4 separate regions of the Mus musculus genome follow, and regions 1, 3 and 4 are each linked to region 2. A link is a contact called in public HiChIP or PLAC-seq data. All regions are on one chromosome and are shown on one strand. Each heading gives the region's core, a stretch centred on a gene start, on an enhancer-like site or on the middle of the called end of the contact. The rest is flanking DNA. Distances are from core to core; before and after follow the strand shown. Region 1 overlaps Cda (cytidine deaminase). Region 2 holds the start of Mul1 (mitochondrial ubiquitin ligase activator of NFKB 1). Region 3 overlaps Gm32549 (a long non-coding RNA gene). Region 4 has its middle 50 kb from the start of Gm32549.

Evidence for each region. HiChIP or PLAC-seq counts read pairs in DNA pulled down with a chosen protein or histone mark.
Region 1: an HNF4G HiChIP or PLAC-seq map of pancreatic cancer cells shows a contact between it and region 2. The contact joins the enhancer-like site here to the promoter of Mul1 in region 2. A contact is called at or near these places in 3 of 39 promoter capture datasets (embryonic stem cells and frontonasal cranial neural crest), 22 of 484 Hi-C or Micro-C datasets (3T3-L1-derived adipocytes, the AML12 cell line, the AtT-20 cell line and 17 more), 6 of 115 datasets of contacts at active chromatin or transcription factors (bone marrow-derived macrophages, embryonic forebrain, embryonic stem cells and 2 more) and 3 of 9 other capture datasets (adipose tissue, liver and pancreatic islet).
Region 3: a contact with region 2 is called in an H3K27ac HiChIP or PLAC-seq map of embryonic stem cells, with 6 read pairs. The contact joins the enhancer-like site here to the promoter of Mul1 in region 2. A contact is called at or near these places in 8 of 39 promoter capture datasets (the 3T3-L1 cell line, the C10 cell line, cranial neural crest and 5 more), 2 of 15 datasets of contacts at CTCF or cohesin (both in embryonic stem cells), 31 of 484 Hi-C or Micro-C datasets (the HL-1 cell line, the N1E-115 cell line, Sertoli cells and 7 more), 8 of 115 datasets of contacts at active chromatin or transcription factors (embryonic stem cells, epiblast stem cells and fibro-adipogenic progenitors) and 1 of 9 other capture datasets (pancreatic islet).
Region 4: an HNF4G HiChIP or PLAC-seq map of pancreatic cancer cells shows a contact between it and region 2. The contact joins the enhancer-like site here to the promoter of Mul1 in region 2. A contact is called at or near these places in 8 of 39 promoter capture datasets (the C10 cell line, HPC-7-derived erythroid cells, embryonic stem cells and 3 more), 1 of 15 datasets of contacts at CTCF or cohesin (embryonic stem cells), 76 of 484 Hi-C or Micro-C datasets (the 3T3-L1 cell line, 3T3-L1-derived adipocytes, the 63-12 cell line and 44 more), 27 of 115 datasets of contacts at active chromatin or transcription factors (CD8 T cells, acute myeloid leukemia, bone marrow-derived macrophages and 13 more) and 3 of 9 other capture datasets (adipose tissue, embryonic stem cells and liver).

What each region holds. Positions count from the first base shown.
Region 1 is chr4:138,343,663-138,346,609 of GRCm38.p6, forward strand. All of the region lies in intron 2 of Cda (cytidine deaminase), which reads right to left. Among named protein-coding and RNA genes, the nearest start is that of Pink1, 19 kb to the left of the region's middle. Within about 2 kb of position 1,394, at least 73 of the 459 cell types and tissues checked have an H3K27ac peak or open chromatin away from gene starts, as enhancers often do. A contact at or near this core is called in the NIH/3T3 cell line, adipose tissue, bone marrow-derived macrophages and 3 more, where this site is marked.
Region 2 is chr4:138,433,358-138,436,124 of GRCm38.p6, forward strand. Mul1 (mitochondrial ubiquitin ligase activator of NFKB 1) reads left to right here and starts at 1,315. Exons shown (of 4, transcript NM_026689.3): 1 at 1,315-1,522. The coding sequence starts at 1,403.
Region 3 is chr4:138,498,562-138,501,311 of GRCm38.p6, forward strand. It overlaps Gm32549 (a long non-coding RNA gene), which reads left to right. Exons shown (of 4, transcript XR_390857.3): 2 at 91-129; 3 at 691-864. Among named protein-coding and RNA genes, the nearest start is that of Gm32549, 3.5 kb to the left of the region's middle. Within about 2 kb of position 1,475, at least 7 of the 459 cell types and tissues checked have an H3K27ac peak or open chromatin away from gene starts, as enhancers often do. A contact at or near this core is called in embryonic stem cells, where this site is marked.
Region 4 is chr4:138,545,077-138,547,776 of GRCm38.p6, forward strand. No RefSeq gene overlaps it. Among named protein-coding and RNA genes, the nearest start is that of Gm32549, 50 kb to the left of the region's middle. Within about 2 kb of position 1,380, at least 10 of the 459 cell types and tissues checked have an H3K27ac peak or open chromatin away from gene starts, as enhancers often do. A contact at or near this core is called in pancreatic cancer cells, where this site is marked.

The DNA.
Region 1 (2,947 bases), core at 144-2,643, 90 kb before region 2:
TCACATTCCATCAGACAGTCCTTGAGTCCCAGAATCATGTGTCCTGGAGGCTGGGAAGACTGCTTGGCTTGGCGGCTGGCCACACTTCCGAAATCAAAGCCACGGCGGTAAAGCTACCTCATCAGTGAGCTCATAAATGTTTAAGGGGCCTTTAGCTTGTCTGTCACCACGCTCCAGGAGACAGGGATGAAGGAGAGCTTGTCTTTTGTAGGATGGCTGGACCCAGGAGGCATGACACAAAGCTAGATGATTTATTAAATAAAATGCCAAAAGAACACATGATAAAAGAGTAGTAAGCCGGCCACAGGAGTGAGACAATGTCTCGCACAGAAGGTGACACCAGCTGGTCGCCACAAGAAGAATAGAGTCATGCATTCCCATTTAGTGAAAAACTACTAGACCAGACATTTAACAAGCAGGGAATCAGGATAGCCGTTTCATTTTCAAGGTCATAGATTTGGTGAGATAAATAACAGAATGGCTATGGTGGGTGGGTAGAGAGATGGCTCTGTGATTAAGAGCACTTTCTGCTCTTCCAGGAGAACTGAGCACCTGTACGGTGGCTTACAAACACCTGTAACTCTGGCTTTAGAAGAGCTGAAGCCTTCTGTCCTCCATGGACACACACACAGACAACACACACACAGACAACACACACACATACACACACCATGTATATAAAAATGTTGGGGGGCTGGAGAGATGGCTCAATGGATAAGAGCACCCGACTGCTCTTCCGAAGGTCCAGAGTTCAAATCCCAGCAACCACATGGTGGCTCACAACCATCCGTAACAAGATCTGACTCCCTCTTCTGGAGTGTCTGAAGACAGCTATAGTGTACTTACATATAATAAATAAATAAATAAATAAATCTTAAAAAAAATAAATAAAAAATAAAAATGTTGGAGCCGGGCGGTGGTGGCGCACGCCTTTAATCCCAGCACTCAGGAGGCAGAGGCAGGCGGATTTCTGAGTTCCAGGACAGCCTGGTCTACAAAGTGAGTTCCAGGACAGCCAGGGCTATACAGAGAAACCCTGTCTCGAAAAACAAAAACAAATGTTGGTAAAAAGGAAGAAAGGGGGATGGACGAAAAAAGAAGACAGGCTCCGAAAGGCTCTGGGATAGAAGAATACCACGTATATGTATCAAAGAGAAGGATGGGCTGCTGGCATCCGAGGGAAACAGGAAGCAAGACACACGCTTCCAGCCAGGTTGCCTTCAAGAATTCAGGCACCTTTGTGCCATTGTCTGGCTCAGACAGAGGACAGGGATGATGTCCAGAGAGTGAAGATTTGGCTGTGGGGCCTTGGTGGCCACAATCCCTACCCTTCTGGGCCCACAGCTTGGGGACGGCTGGAAAAGAGCATGGGATTTGGGCCAACTTCCTGTTTGGCTCACTGTGTGGCTCTGAGTCATCTTAAGTCACCCAGGATCCTTCCTTTGTCTGTCACACGTGGGTCACACTGATACTGTCATCTACTTGGAAGGATTTCAACAAAATGACATAGCATGTCCCAAGGATGTAAAACTTTATTTTTGAGACAAAGTCTCATGTAGCCCAGGCTGGCCTCCAGCTTGCCACATAGCCGTGGATAACCTTGACCTCATGAGCCTCCGGCTTCTGTCTCCTGAGTTCCTGTATTACAGGCACGCACCGCCAGGCCTGGTTTTATGCAGTGCTGGGGATGGAAGCCAGGGCTTTATGCAGGCTAGGTAGGCATTCTTCCAGCTGAGCTAAGTCCCAACCCCAGGGGTTTTATAAGCCTCCGAGTGCTATATTGTTATTGCCGGGGCTAATTTCCGCACACCTTCCATGTGTGGCCTCTTCCATATTTTAATACTTTACTGCATACTATTTTATTTCATGCAGTGTGCTCTATGCCGTCTATAATTAATATTGCCACGCGCCAACAGCAGCTGTTGTGCCGTGTACTGTGTGCCTAGCGTGCTGAGCTCCCTGAAAAGCATTCTGCAGAGGCTGGCTCATTTCAGATGACTAATATTTATTGAGTACTTACTCCATGCCTGGCACTAGGAACTGCCACGGGTGCTAGGGGTGCTATAATGAACAAGACACACAAATTCACCATGGTCACGTCTTTATAGACTAAAGAGCCAAACTAACTAGCCAGCAACGGACCAAGTGGAGGCAGTTAATGATGGGACAGAGAGGCCAGGGGCTGTTTTTTGGATTCCATGATAATTGACTTGTATCCGAAGGTCCAATCAAAGAATGTTTCTGGCTGGGCAGTAGTGGCACACACCTTTAATCCCAGCACTTGGAAGGCAGAGGCAGGCAGATTTCTGAGTTCGAGGCCAGCCTGGTCTACAGAGTGATTTCCAAGACAGCCAGGGCTAAACAGAGAAACCCTGTCTCAAAAGAAACAAACAAACAAACAAAAGAATGTTTCTGTTTTACTCCACCCCCCTTCAAGACAGGGTTTCTCTGTGTAGCCTTGGCTGTCCTGGAACTCACTATGTAGATCAGGCTGGCCTTAAGCACACAGAGATCCACCTGCCTTTGGCTCCTGAGTGCTGGGATTAAAGGCATGCTCTATTGTGCCTGGCAAATCAAAAACTGGTTTTGCTCCAGGAAAAAGTGGGATTTTCCCTGAGAAGGCTTCCTGCTTCAGAAGAAACCCCATGGGAACCTGAGGGAATGGGGGCCACTCTGCAGGGCACTCACTCTATGAGTCAAGTAAACTGTGCAGTCTCTGGGTGACTGGTGTTACAAAGCTTAGCCTGTCTTATGTTTCATTTCTTTCTACTTGTATTGATCCAGGGCCTGCTCTCAGCCAGGCAGGTATGGAAAAGGAGCAACAGAGACCTCCAAGAAGTGTTACCCAGGGAACTCTGCCTCCCTTCCACAGCCGGTGAGACCCTATGTGATCTGCCCCTGTCATTTCCCTTCTTGGATATGGTGGCTCAAGTCAGAAGTCACCGGA
Region 2 (2,767 bases), core at 65-2,564:
CTGGCTAAGACTTGCGGCGACTCTGATGTCTGAGAGGAGTTGGACGAGTTCTCCAAAGGTCACCTGGGTTGAAGCCCATTATCATTTTTAGTTAAAGGTCTGAGTGTATTTATATTCTCCCCACCACTTGTTTTTTTGAGACAAGGCTTCTCTGTGTAGTCCCAACTGTACTAGAACTCGTTCTGTAGACCAGGCTGGCCTTGAACTCAGAGGTCTGCCTTCCTCTGCTTCCTGAGTGCTGGACTGTGTGTATTTCTTAACCGAAGCCTCAGTTTCCTCTCCTGAAACTCTACTGTGGCAGTGGTTGAATGCATCAAATGCTGGTCTGGAGTGACTGGGACGGAGCTAAGTGGAAGAACACTTGAAACCCTGGGTTTGGTCCCTAGATAGTGGAGTGAAACACAGGCCAGGCCTAAGAAATACGAACTACAGTACAAGGCATATAATAGTCACTCAATAAAAATATTTGCTGTTATTATTAAATAAGCAGTATGCTGTTTTGGGGGTGGCGTGGCAGTAGATTAAGAGCTATTTTCGCGATTCAACTGGTGTAGAATCAATTCAACTGGTGTAGTGGTTGAGGGCTTTGAAGCTGGACTAATTTTTCTCCAGCTCTCCTTTGCAGTATGGCTCCGACCATGTTCTCCATCCCCTCTGGCCCCAGTTTCTTTTTTCTTCTTCTTTCTTCTCTTCTTCTTCTTCCTCTTCCTCCTTCTTCTTCTTTTTTGGTTTTTCGAGACAGGGTTTCTCTGTATTGTCCTGGAACTTACTTTGTAGACCAGGCTGGCCTCGAACTCAGAAATCCGCCTGCCTCTGCCTCCCAAGTGCTGGGATTAAAGGTGTGCGTCACCACGCCGGGCTAGTTTCTTCATCTTTAAAAGCCAGGTTTCAAGGTTCTCCGATAGCTTAAAGCCTAACACTTCTTGGTGCTGAACACGCGTTTTACTCAGCTCCCCATCTGACGGCGGCGACATCAAATAATCCAGCAAGGGCTGGAGAAACAGACCAGTGAGTAAAGGTGCTTTGCCACCATGGCTAAGAACTTGAGTTCCATCCCAAGGACCCATAAAGTAGGAGAAACCGGGACGCTCAGATCGAGTCCTGCCCTCTATAGGTGCACCAAGGCACGCTCTCATAGGATAAATTAGATGTCATTTAACAATAACGGAGCAAGAACGTCTAGAAACCCGGAGGGAGAGCTCCCACGTGACCACAGCCAGCCCCACCGGTTTCCCAGGAGGCCGCAGTAACGTCGCAACCACCTAGGCAACGTCTTTGCTCCACCCCCGTCCTCCACTTCCGGTTTTTACGTCATCGACGGGCGACGGGTTCCGGGAAGGGCTGCGCGGCTGCGTAGGGGTCGCAGGTGATTTCGAGGCGGCTGGTGCGGCTTGGGGTCGCCATGGAGAGCGGTTCGCGACCGTCGCTCGGCCAGGTCATCCTGCTGGGCACCAGTTCGATGGTCACCGCCGTACTGTACTCCATATACCGGCAGAAGGCCCAGGTCGCGCAGGAACTCAAGGTCAGTGCGGGGGGTGGGGTGGGCAGCCCGGTCTCACTGGCAGCTCGCGCCGGGGCGCACCGGGGAGCCACAGGGCCCCAGACGACGCGCAGCCAGAGGGGATCCCGGGCACCTGCTGCAGCGAGGCTGCCCCCCCCCAGTGACCCTCAGTGTCACTGGACGTTATTGCAGTGCTGTAAAACTGTTTCTCGAAAACCTGCTGGGCACCAGGTAGTGAGAAAAACAGGCCATTGTCCTGGTGCACAGTGCATTCTAGGTCAACCACACGCCTACACGTAATTGGATCGTGTGATAGGGCGAGAATCGGGTTGGAGTAGGGCAGAGAAAAGCGGAAAGATAGGGAAACGGAGAGTTCCGTTCCTTTTGCTATAGTAAAATATCTGACAGAAAGCAGCTTAGGAGAGGGAGAAGGGTTATTTCGTTTGTAGTTTCAGGTTACCATTCATCATCGCGGGGAAGTCCAGGCCAGGAACTTGAGTCAGCTGCAAATCACGTCTGAGTCGAGAGAAACAACTATTAAACAGTCCAGAGCCCAGACCTAGAGAATGGTGTCAGTCACAACACAACAGCGAGTTTCCCCCCTTCAGTTAGAGCTATCAGGACAGTGTCTAAACAGCTATGCCTACACAGGCTGACTCAATATAGACAGTTCCTTGTTGAGACACTCTTTCCAAGTGATTCTAGATTATGGCCATTGACAGGGGGGCGTCGCCATTTTAAACAAGGTGATACTTGGGTCGGAGATGGAGGATGTGAAGATATGTAAGGCAGGGGTGATTCCAACGTGAAGAACAGCAAACTTAGAGGCTCATTTGGAGAACAGAGAACTTAAAGGCTCATCTATTTAACCGCTCCGCTCCAGGTTTCTACAGTCATTTCTTTGTATATTATAGTTACTTTAAAACTACATTCTCATTTGAGGGTTGCACTTAACAGCTCAGACGGCACATTTCCGTCTCTGTTTTATTTTTGTCTCCAGTCCCAGGTGATCTTTTGGCCTCTATTGGGTACCAGGCATGTATGTGATACACAGACATGCATGCAGGCAAAACCACCCATATAATAAAAAGTAATAAGGTAAAGATGTGAAAGGCCCTTGCTTTTGTGTTAGGACCCAGAGATAAAGCTGGGGTGGAGCGGAGCCCCCAGGGGTCTTCGCCCTCACTGGCTTGTCGCTGTTAATTTAGCTTTTGTAGTTGGCTTGTTGAGGACTGGTGGCTGAGGCTGGCTCTTATGGGTACCGTG
Region 3 (2,750 bases), core at 225-2,724, 65 kb after region 2:
TGGGGCTGCTGGTCACATGGCAGGTGGAGTCTGGAAGGAAGAGGAGCAGATGCTGGGGTTTGGCTAGCTGTCTGCTTTTTATTCTTCCAGGTACCCCCAGCCTGGGGAATGGTGTCGGCCACTTTTAAGGTGAGCCTTCTCATCTCCGTTCACCTCCTAACCTCAATAATTCCTCCTGTCTGCCATGGACAAAGGTTCCTTTACCAGGGGATTCTGGGACCTACAAATAGACAACCCCATCCTCTCTGTATATCTGTCTGTTTGGGAATTAGCTATACAGAACTGGCTGGCCTTGAACTCTCACAGTATTAACAATTTCAAGCATTTAACATGCACATGCATGTTTATGTGAGCAGACGTGTGTGTGTGTGCTCTTGTATATATGTATAACCCAGAGGTCAGTTTGGGGCATCATTCCTCAGGGGCGATCCACCATGTTTTTTGAGGCAGAGTCTCTCCCTGGGACCTAGAGTTTTGTTTTTTTTTGTTTGTTTGTTTGTTTTTTTGTGGGGGGGGTAGCCTATTTGGCTACTCTGGCTGGCCATGGAGTCCCTGTCTCCACTTCCTCTTCCTTGGGATTTGAAGACTGTATACCATTGTGCCCAGTTTTTTAAACTGTGAGGTCTGGGGACTGAACTTGGGTCCTTGAGGAGTACAAATTGGACTGACAGAGCCATCTTTCCAATCCAGACGGCATGGAATGTTTGGACACCAGGGAAGAGGGAGAACTACCCAGAAGGCAGAGCTGACTGTGGGAGTTTGGAGGAAAGCTGTACTGGCCCAAGGGAGACTCAAAACCATGGAGCTGCAGGCAGGCATCTACTGTTGCTCCACAAGAAAGGATAGCGAAAGATGTAGTTTCCGGTAAGTGCACGTCACTATGGAATCCTTTTGATTAAGCGGTAGAAAAGAAAGAGATCCTTAGCCAGGCAGTGGTGGCACATGCCTTTAATACCAGCAGTTGGGAGGCAGAGGTAGGTAGAAATCTTGAGTTTGAGACCAGACTGGTTTATAGAATGAGTTCTAGGACAGCCATGGCTACACAGAGAAACCTTGTCTCAAAAAACCAGACAAACAATGCCCCCCCCCCAAAAAAACCCCAAAAGAGATCCCTCAGCTAGCTTCACCGGTAGAGTGGAGGGTCAGATGAGAACCTCACACACACCATCGTAGAGTGTCAAGACTGAGTACAGTGACTTAAGTAGGGCAGGACGCAGTTGGACCCAACCACCAAGTGTGCGCTTAAGATGGGCTTAGGCAAAAAGAGGGATTTGTTGATCCATGAAACTGATTTTAGGCATGGCTGGATCCAGGTGCTTGAACCATGCCCTCAGGCCGGCCTTGTTCTCCATGCAGGTCCTCTTTCCTGAAGCTTTTGTTCAAGTTTCAAGGGAAGCCCCCAGGTGTCCACCTGTATTGGCTCAGCTTGGGTCAGGTGCTCACGTTAGAGCCAATCCCTGCTGCTTGAGGGGATTTGGTGTTCTGATTGGTCAGCTCTGCGGTCCTTTTTCTGGGCAATCTGTGGCCTTAAAGAGCCAGACAAGGTGCAGGAATAACTTTGTCTGTGAGCTCACTCTGTGCACTTAGTGGGTGTGGCCGTGGTGGAGAGGCGGCAGCCCCAGCAGCAGCCAGAAAAGGGTAACGGTCAGGATCGTGGCTGATCTGAGATCTGCCAAAGTGGGTTCTCTCCAGTGACTGTGCGACACTTCCTGCTCCCTGACTTTCTATACTCGTGCAATTGCTAGCCCCATCCCACCCCATTCACCCTGAAATGTTCCCACCCTAATAACCTCCACTACCACCACCATGTCCTACCAGGCTGCAGGTACAGCGCCCTCAAGGACTCTGTTGCTGATCTCCATCCCAAGGCTCCTCCCCTCTCTACAGAGGAGACTGTGAGCTCTCTTAAAAGCCCTAGGCCAAGGGCCTGGAGCAATGGCTCAACTTCTAAGAGCGCTTGTGCAGAGGACCCAGGTTCAGTTCCCAGAACCTACATGTCACCTCACAACCAGCTGTAACTACTGTTCCAGGAGATCCAGCATTTCCAGTAGACACTGCGCGAGCGCGCGCGTGCGCGCGCGCACACACACTTACACACACACACACACACACACACACACTTACACACACACACACACACACTTACACACACACACACACACACACACACACACACACACACACACACACACACACACACACACACATACACACAGAGGCAAAACATCCACACATAGAATAAATATTAAGCCGGGCAGTGGTGGCACACGCCTTTAATCCCAGCACTCTGGAGGCAGAGGCAGGAGAATTTCTGAGTTCAAGGCCAGCCTGGTCTACAGAGAGAGTTCCAGGACAGCCAGGGCTACAAAGAGAAACCTTGACTCAAAAAACAAAAAAACAAAAATAACAAAAACAAAACTATATATATATATATCCAATAAAACCTTAGGTCAGTTGTCCTGGGAGTTTTCATCGGGGGCCTGAGGAGGTAGAATATGACGTGCAAGCATGAAATCCTGGCTCCATGTCCAGCTCTGAAACAGCTAGTGGCTCTCCGCTGTTCTCAAGATGAGACCCAAGCTGTGGACCCTTTCCCCTGTCCCTTCTCCCTATACACTCTGCACGTGGGCTTTTCCTTCCAGCCTTCAGACAGCATCCCTGACTCATCCCTGACGCCATCCCTTTGTATGTGCCATTGCATCTGCCCCAGCTTCTCATCTCTCTTCTGCTGGCTCATTTCCTGCTTTCAG
Region 4 (2,700 bases), core at 130-2,629, 110 kb after region 2:
TGAGAGAGAGAGAGAGAGAGAGAGAGAGAGAGAGAGAGAGAGAGAGAGAGAGAGAGAGAGAGAGAGCATGGTACTAGGTAGAGGCTGAGGGAGAAAATGAGGCCCACAGAAGGGATGAGAGAGTTCTCCTCGGGTCAGCTCTGGGAAGCAACAGCACTGAGAGTCTGACTGTGGCTCGCACCCCTTATACCAGTACTTTGGAGAATTCAGAGTTTGAGTATAGTCTGGGGGCTGCTTTCTGGTGAGACTGTCTCAAAAAAGAGAGAAGGAAGGAAGGAAGGGGGCTGCTTTCTGGTGAGACTGTCTCAAAAAAGAGAGAAGGAAGGAAGGAAGGACAGGGAGTCAGGCGGGCAGGCCCTATACTGGCTATTCTTGACGAGTTACAAGAACAATACAGCCTGTAGCTGCTGAGGGAGGGGGGCAGCAAGCTTCCCACTTCTCCCCCATGGTTCAGGGGTTCAGTTGCTCTGAGAACCCCTGAGCTGTTTCTCACCATCGAGGGGCACAATCGATCATGGCTACGAGAGCCACTTGCGTCTAGTTTTGATTCCTGTTATTGCCGTGTACAGGTGGGGTGGTGTTAGGCAGGTGACACATCTCCTCGAGCCTCTGGTCCGCCATCGGTAAAGGTGAAGCACGGGCTGTGCTTCCGACATGATAGGACTGCGCGTTCCACTTGAGATGCTCCAGGCTAACACCTGCTCAACACTTGGTTTCTGCCTGGATGCCTGGTGCCCTCATCTGTCAGAAGGAGGCTGGGCTTGATTCTGCTGGCCTCTGTGAGGTTAGAGAGATGGGATGAGCTTTGTCGTGGTGGGAATGCAGACCAGGGTCCTGGTACCCATCACGGTGCTCAGCAAGGAACAAGAGCAAAAGGAAAACCACTTGAAAGAGTAGGTTGAAAAGAAAAAGGATAACAGGAATAAGTTAGTGAGGAGAGATAAAGGGAGAAGGGCGGGAGCAGGGAAGAGAGGGGAAAATGGGAAGAAAAAGAGAAAGGAAAGACAGAGAGGCGACAGGTGAGGTAAGAAGATGAGGGAGGGAACCTTAGCTCACGTCTTCACGTCGACCCCTACTTCACAGTACCGACACCCCTCAAGTCTGCCTCCTCTCCCCTTCCTGCTCTCTCTCTCTCTCTCTCTCTCTCTCTCTCTCTCTCTCTCTCTCTCTCTCTCTCTCTCTCTCTCTCTCTCTCCCCAACATCACCCCACCAGGCCTTCAGAGCCTCTGGCTCTTACAAAATATTCACTGTTCTCTCGACTGTTCTGCTCTGCGCTGCGACTTAGGTGCCAAGAATGGCGGACTCATCAGAGGTAAAACATGTCTAACACGAGGCACCGTGGGGACTGACTCATCGCAGGATGCTCTTTGCCCCCGTGCTGGGGTGCCGGAGCTGGCTTCGCTGGCTGGGCTGAGTGTGCCCACATGCTCCTGGCTTTTGGCAGAGGGTGGTGGTAGTCCCACCCAGAGGTTCTGACTGCAGCAGAGGCTACATTGGTTTGGAAAATGGAGTGACAGCAGGGGATCAGAGAAGCCTTGGCTGAGGTGGAGGGACACGGCTTCTGGATGCTGAGGGAGGTGAGAGGTGGGCCAGCTGGCAGAGCTCTGGCTCCATTGAGAATTCTGGAGCCACCTATGGGCGGGTCCTCAGGCAAGGTCCAGGGGGTCTGGGGTGGGGAGGATTGGTACAGCTGTTGGGGAGGGAGAGGCAGACATTCCAGGGGAGTCAAGGCTGGCCAGGAAAGATGCACAGAGACATAGAGACAGAGGCATAGAGACAGAGACATAGGGACAGAGGCATAGAGACAGAGACATACAGACAGATGCACAGAGACAGAGACAGAGACATAGAGACAGACACATAGAGACAGATACACACATAGACAGACACACAGGGAGACAGAAACAGATACACCCATAGACAGACATAGACACACAGGGAGACACAGAGACGTACAGAGTGAGACAGACAGACAGACTCCCCCCACAGAAACACACATACGGGGGGGGGGTAACTTTTGTAGACTGAAAGGTAAATGCCAATCTCCAAGGAGTCAACCAACTGCTTTTTACTGCACACCTACTGTGTGCCAGGTCCCTAGGAACCTCAACGTATTCTGTTCTCACACTAGCCTTCTGCCAGAGACATCAGTACTATCCAGCGCCCCCTTCTGGCCTCCATAGGTACTAGCTACACATGTGGTGCACATGTAGCAAAACATCCAAGCGCATACAAATAAATAAAAATCTTAAACGTTCGTTAGAAAGCAGAGTTCAGGGAGGAAAAGTAGTGTTTAAGTCATGTATTTTTTCCCCCAGACAAACATTTATGTTCAGATTTAATTTTTTATAGTTTTGGGATTCCTGGGCATAGATACAGGCTAGGTCAGAGCAGAGCTGCATTGAGGAGGTGGTGGGTGCACAGAGGACTTGGGGTCCTGCCAGTGCATTCCACGGAGGATGGCAGCCTTCACAAAAGGCTGGCTGATGTTCCTGGCTTCTGGCAAAGGGTCATGATCTAAACCGGAGTTTCTGAGATGCCCTGTTGACCCTTTACCTCATGCTCAGAAGGGAGGTAGTTCTGTTGACCCCGCCCCGCCCCATGCTCAGAAGGGAGGTAGTTCTGTTGACCCCGCCCCCGCCCCATGCTCAGAAGGGAGGTAGTTCTGTTGACCCCGCCCCCGCCCCATGCTCAGAAGG